Linked DNA regions of Macaca mulatta: region 1 is linked to region 2. Evidence: chromatin contacts called from public Hi-C data. All regions are on one chromosome and are shown on one strand. Each heading gives the region's core, a stretch centred on a gene start, on an enhancer-like site or on the middle of the called end of the contact. The rest is flanking DNA. Distances are from core to core; before and after follow the strand shown.

The links. Hi-C and Micro-C count contacts between places; a contact is called where the count stands out from the background.
Region 1: a contact with region 2 is called in a Hi-C map of blood, with 5 times the contacts expected there. The contact joins two enhancer-like sites. A contact is called at or near these places in 2 of 14 Hi-C or Micro-C datasets (blood and fibroblasts).

Annotation. Positions count from the first base shown.
Region 1 is chr9:122,721,419-122,724,852 of T2T-MMU8v2.0, forward strand. No RefSeq gene overlaps it. Among named protein-coding and RNA genes, the nearest start is that of SMC3, 26 kb to the right of the region's middle. Within about 2 kb of position 1,378, at least 7 of the 40 cell types and tissues checked have an H3K27ac peak or open chromatin away from gene starts, as enhancers often do. A contact at or near this core is called in blood, where this site is marked.
Region 2 is chr9:122,591,670-122,595,135 of T2T-MMU8v2.0, forward strand. No RefSeq gene overlaps it. Among named protein-coding and RNA genes, the nearest start is that of DUSP5, 85 kb to the right of the region's middle. Within about 2 kb of position 1,617, at least 12 of the 40 cell types and tissues checked have an H3K27ac peak or open chromatin away from gene starts, as enhancers often do. A contact at or near this core is called in blood, where this site is marked.

The sequences.
Region 1 (3,434 bases), core at 128-2,627, 130 kb after region 2:
AAGAGTTACCCTTTTCTCCAGGAAGGCAAGCTTACCCCTGGCTTGGAGGTCTTGCAGGAGCCCTGCAGCTACATCTGGAAAACCAGCCACACTGTCACAAGATAGCACCAGGGATGACTGGATCAGGACCAACTCGGGGGCACCAAGGGGCATTTTAGCCACCCATCAGGGCACTCTGTGTTCAGTCCTATTTACATGTATGTTCCCCTGTGCTCAGCTATGAGCTCCTTGAAAGGCACGACAGCCTTATTGGTTCTTGTATCCCTGGTGCTGGCCCTTGGTTGAATAGAATGAATAGGGTCAGGAAGAATGAAATGGCGTGTTTCTTTAAGGCAGTATATAAATGCATATTCTATAAACAATAAATAAAATGCCTTCCAGGTGTCTAGTGACTTTGCACAAGGATACTCAGGAAACTGGTTATGTGTTCACCTCTGGAGAGGGAGGCCAGAGGGCAAGGGTCTTGGGTGAGAGGGACACTATTCATCCCTTAATGCCATTTTTATCATGTGTATGTGTTAGTTATAGAAACTAAAATAAAAACACTGAGGTTAAAAAGTTCCCAAAGTGCTTCCAGCAACACAGTAGGTGATTTAAGTGGTGTAACAGAGTACCGGATATTGCAAGTGCGTGATGCTTCTTACAAGAGGCTCTTGACCTTTTTCTCAGATTTATAGACTTTCAGTTTACAAACCCTTTTCATAACACTGAAATGTTTACTTTCCAGTATAGAGCTCAATAACTCATCAGTTAAAAGTAGGCTGGTGATGAAGGCAGGCAAGAACCCCATCCCCCAAGAGAGGAGTCAGAGAAATGAGTCATTTTGGGTGCAACAATTGACAGCCACAAAAGGGACTAAAGGCTATTGGCAAAAGATTATATTGTTTTCTTCTTTTCTTCTCTTTTCTTTTCTTTTCCTTTCCTTTCCTTTTCCTTTTCCTTTCTTTCTCCTTCTTTCCTTCTTTTCTTTCTTTCTTTCTTTCTTTCTTTCTTTCTTTCTTTCTTTCTTTCTTTCTTTCTTTCTTTCTTTCTCTTTCTTTCTCTCTCTCTTTCTTTCTTTCTTTCTTTCTTTCTTTCTTTCTTTCTTTCTTTCTTTCTTTCTTTCTTTCTTTCTTTCTTTCTTTCTTTCCTTTCCTTCTTTCCTTCCTCCTCTCTCTCTCTCTCTCTCTCTCTCTCTCTCTCTCTCTCTCTCTTTCTTTCAGACAAATACTATTTAGTTAAAAGCAGCTCTTCCAGGCTGGGCAAGGTGCCTCATGCCTGTAACCCCAGCACTTTGGGATGCCAAGGCAGGAGTTTGAGACCAGCCTGGGTGGCACAGAGACTCCATCCCTACATACGGGAAACTGAACATTCCTCCTAATGCCCTGGGTTAACATATGCTGGGGCATCATCCAGCTACTGGTATGTACCAAAGACAGAGCTTATTTCAAATGACCCACTCCCTTCAATGGGAGCCAGAGTGAAGGAGGCTGGGCAGGAAACCAGCCAGGCTAGCCAGAGCCCACCAGCATGGCCTCGGGTCTGGCCCTATGTTAATCCACCAGTTCCTGCAGCCCTAATCAGATCCTGAGAGACCAATTTATTCTAAGTAATCAACAAGAGTGGGAATAATGAAACAGGAAATGGATGTGTTAGTTTATAAGCCAATTCCTTGAGTTCAGCAGCAACAAGATTACTGCTGCTGCACTATTGTTCTCTCCTGATGGATGAGGCAAGTTGAGACCACTGCATAAGCAAAAGGTTGCTCAGAATGTTGAAAGACTACAAAGGGACCTGGGAATTATTTAGAGGGAGGCAAGTGGTGTAGTAAAAAGCGGGTGGTCAGATGAAATTGGCTGGAAATCATGGCTCCAGCACTTACTAACTATGTGACTTTGGGCAAGTTACCTAAAAGTCTATGTCAGTTTCTCCACAAATAAAATGGGCACCATAACACCTAACTCACACAGCTGTTTTAAAGAGTAAATGAGATAACATATGGAAAAGTCCAGGCACAAACTAGATATCACCAAATGCGCACTTCCTTTTAGTTATTTTCACAGATAATTTTCAACTGCAAGGTGATACATCATGTTAATTACTGAATATGGAAAATGTTTGATAAGCCAAAAGGAAAAAACTCAAATCTCCCACAATTCCATCAGCCAGAGATAACTGTTAGTAGCATTTTCGTATGTGTCCCTCCAGGCCTTTTTATGTGTTATTGTTTTTAAAAACAAAAACAGGATCCTACTCCCATGGTGTCTTAAAACTGACTCTTTTAACTTATGACCATATATTAACATCATCTGATATCTTCACATCCTCTACCGCATGATTAAAAAGAAAAAGTCAGACATGATATGGCCATATCATATATATATATATATTTTTTTTTTTTTTTTTTTTTTGGACAGAGTCTCACTCCATCACCCAGGCTGGAATGCAGTGGTGCGGTCTTGGCTCACTGCAGCCTCTGACTCCCAAGTTTAAGCGATTTTCCTGCCTCGGCCTCCCAAGTAGCTGGGGATTACAGGCATGTGCCACCACACCCGGCTAACTTTTGTATTTTTAGTAGAGACTGGGTTTCACCAAGTTGGCCAGACTGCTCTCGAACTTCTGACCTCAAGCAATCTGCCCTCCTCACCCTCCCAAAGTGCGGGGATTACAGGCATGAGGCACCATGCCCAGCCTTATTATTTATTTTTTCAGACAGGGTCTCACTCTGTCACCCAGGCTGGAGGGCAGTGGCACGATCACACCTCACTGTGTGTGGTGTTGATCAACCTCCAGGGCTCAGGTGATGCTCCCACCTCAGCCTCCCAGGTAGCTGGGACTACAGGCATGCGTCATCACACTCAGTTAATTTTTAATTTTTTTTTTTTTTTTTTGTAGAGGCAGGATCTCTCCATGTTGCCCAGGTTGGTCTTGAACTCCTGGGCTCAAGGGAATCCACCTGCCTTGGCCTCCCGAAGTGCTGGGATTACAGGCATGAGCTACTGAGCCTGGTCGTCATCTTTTATTTAACCAACCTCATATTGTTGAGCAGTGTCTCCATTATAAACAATGCAAAAATGAACATCTTAGCAGCTGAGCAACTTTCTTTCTTTTCCTTTTTTTTTTTTTTTCTTTTTTTTAGACAGAGTCTTGCTCTGAAGCCTGGGCTGGAGTGCAATGGCATGATCTCGGCTCATTGCAAACTCCGCATCCCGGGTTCAAGTGATTCTCCTGCCTCAGGCTCCAGGTAGCTGGGACTACAGGCGAGCACCATCACACCCAGCTAATTTTTGTATTTTTAGTAGAGACAGAGTTCTACCATGTTAGCCAGCACTGTTGACCTCAGGTGATCCACCCACCTTGGCCTCCCAAAGTGCTGGGATTACAGGCATGAGCTACCTACCGCGCCTGGCCCTGAGCTGAGCAACTTTCACTACTCCCCAGTGATAAATTTCCTG
Region 2 (3,466 bases), core at 367-2,866:
TAAATAAAAAGAAAGAAAGAAAGAAAAACAAAAACAAAAAGAATTATCAGGCTCCCAAACAAGCAAAGCCAGCAAATCAGAATATCTGGAGGTGACTGGTGAAAAATCAGAACCTCTGGGGAATGAGGCCCAGGTCTTTTTTGCATTTCTACCAGGCTTCCCAGGGGACATCTATGATGACTGAAATTGCAAAATCACATTCTAATCCTCTGGTCTTTGCCCCAACTCGCTCAGCTGGTTGCTCCTTTCACCCTCGGGCCTCCCTAGAGGCCTTCTCTGTGAACACACCATAGCATCTGTCTTCTTCCTAGCACTTATCAATATTTGTGCTTGTATATTTATTTCTGTGTTTCTTTAATGCCAGTCTCCCACCTAGACAATAAACTCTGTGAGGGCAAGAACCAGGTCTGTTTGGTTCCATGTAAGGTAGTGGTGAATTACCAGTGTAGGCTCTGAGGCTTGGACTGCCTGGCCTCATATCGCAGCTCTCCTACCCAGCTTTTGATCTTCAGCAAGTTGCTTCTCCTTCCTGTGCCTCAGTGTTCTCATATGTAAAATGGATATTTAGATAGTAGTACCTGCCTCACATGGTTGATGGGAGGAATAAATGAGATTATATATGTAAAACACTTAGCATTGTCAATTGCATATTGGAAATTGTCAATAAACATTAATTATATTGATAACAAGCCACCATCACAACTTAATAGCTGAAAACTGCAACCATGTAATTGCTCACAATTCTGTGGGTTGACAGTTCGGTCAAGGCTCAGCAGGGTGGTTTGTCTCTGCTCCAGATGGTTTTGGCTGGGTTCACTCTTACATTTTGGGTCAAGTGGCTTGTTGGCTGGGACTTCATAGTCTAACTTGATGGCTGCTGGTAGAGGCCGTCAGTGAGAGAGGTTCAGTTCTCCTCCATGTGGCCTCTCCAGCAGGCTGGCTGGGGCTTCCTTATGTGGTAGCTGGGTTCCAAGAGGGCGAGAGCAAAAGTCAAGGGTCACTTTTGCAGCATTAGTCAAAGCAAGTTACGAGGTCATCCCAGAGTCAAAGGATGGAGAAGTTGTGCTAGTTTTTGTTAGGAGGAGGTGCAAAGACTTCCTGGACATTTTCAGTCCTCCACAGTTGCTTGTTCCTGAATCTAGCATGGTATACTCAGGTGCATGGCCCAGTAGGCATTTAATAGATATGTGTTGAAGAAATAACAAATGGATGTGCAGAGGAGAAAGAAACTAGAGACTCGAGAGGAAAATTGATTTGCTCAAGGTCACAAAGCATATGAGTGGCAGCACCAGGACCAGAAACTAGGTCCAGGTGCTCAGTCTTACCTCTTCCCATTAAATCACTCTGCTCAGACAGCAGCCTGAGGTGGGGCTGAATTCTCCAAATAATTGCCTCACTCCTCAGCTTCTGTTGAGTCGCTGAAGATATATCTAGAAGGTCAGGACTGTGCTTGCTTCCTGAATAGTCTGGGGATGGAGAGAAGGGAGCACTTTTCATTTCCCAGGGCATAACGCATTGTAGAAAATGATCAGAGAGCATCAGCAGTCCTCCTTGGGTTCTACTGTACGTGGCCAGTGGCCAGGGTGGGAGGTCAGAGACAAAGGCAGACTCCAGTATAGATGCTCTGTGGCCTGCTTCTCATGTACATGCTCTCACACATGTGTGCACACACACATACATGCACACACCTTCTCTCGCCTCTCTCTTTAAGGTCTGGAAGAAAGCTACCGTAAGTTTGAGCAGTTGGCCACATGGCTCTCATTTGGGCTCTCAACTGGACCAGCAATTTCAGGAGTTTTGAACAGCAATTTTTGAACAGTGAGTTTGAGGAACGGGAGCAGGGGAAAGTTGGGAGGCGCAGCAGGGGTTGTGAAATGTATGCGACAATTCCGTCATCAGCCCCTTCCTGTTGTTCTGGTACCTGGGGGAAACCAGAACTAGCAGGACTGTGCTTCCTCCATCTAGAAGCTTTCCTCAGGCCTGCTGAGTCACCCACCTGCTGCGGGGAATGCACTTATTTTTAGCCTGAGGTAAATGAGCCCTGTAGTCACCCAGACCACATTCTCTTGTGTGTCTTTGTCACAGCTGGTGTGGCCGGATGGGGACCACATTGAAGAGACCCCACCCCCACCCCTAACAAGGTCCCTTCCTCTCCTTCCTCTGAGAAGCTTCACTGCAGGGCAGTGACTCACATAGCCCCAGGAGAGAATGCGGCAGAGGGTTGCAGTGGGTGGTGTACCAAGCCGGTGGGGGGTGTGGCGGGGACAGAAGTTGTTTATCACTGACATTGATTAGAATTGCTGGTGCATCACTGTTAGTCAGTTTATTATTGTTTGCAATTTTTCTGTGGATGATATGACCTCTTATTGTACCCATGTGGCCCCGTCCTTGGGGACACCACTGCTTGGGAGTTAAGATGGTGGAGATCTGGTGCCCAGCAGCCTGATTGAAGGAAGCTTCACTACTTACTAACTGTTTGACTCAAGCAAGACCCTTTACCACTCTGAGATGCGACCTTGGAGCTCCTGGGCTGGTACTCAGGTCACAAAGGCTGGTGATGGATTCGCAGGAGTGAGAGCAGGAAGGGCACTGAGATGTCATCCCTTGCTCTATTGAGGTGAAAATAGAAGCAAAGAAAGGGGCAGACGCTTGCCTGTATCCGATGTCCAGAGACCCCTCTAAGACCTTGTTCAGGCAGAGCCACCTGTTAGGTAAAAGGTCGGTAAAAAGCAGGTGCTGATGACAAGGCACTGATGACAAGGCCACTGTTGGTCAGAACTATTTCTACTTCAGTCTGTATCCAGCCCCTGCACCCAGTATAATGTAATAAAGTATTTCTCAGAGAAGGGTGTGTAGACCACCTGCATCAGAATTACCTGAATCCCCTGGGGTGCTCATTAAAAGGATGAGTTTCTGATCCCCATCCCAGACTTGGGAGTTTGCTCCCAGAATTGTCACTCACTAGCTAGAGAACTTGGTCGGTGTCAAACTATTTGTGTACCACTTTCCTCACCTGTAAAATGAGGCTAAACCTCCTTGTGTACATGTGAGGGACAAATGTATTTGCATGGGTGAGAGGTGCAGCCCGTCGCCTGGCACTTCGGAGCTGGGCAACTCGTGATTTGAGTTCTTCATGTTTGTTTCTTATCCCCAAGCAGCTCCTGAAAGGCTTCACTCTTCTGCCCTGGTGCAGAAGCGGGCCCTACCTCTTTCAGATCAGCCTGGAGCTGTCAGCTACCAGTGGCTTCCAGAACCAACCTGCAAATGTCTGCCTGCAAATGTCTGCACTGCTCAGAGCAGAGCTCAGATAAGATGTTCTGCAGTCTGCTGAGAAAATCTTCCAACACAGTTGCGGGACACAGAAGTCACTTGCAGAAACACTGGTCTTATCACTTCTCCTTATCTCTCCTCCTGGTGAGGGAGCCCAATGCCTGCGACATCTTTTTAAACAGAACCCTTTTTCCAA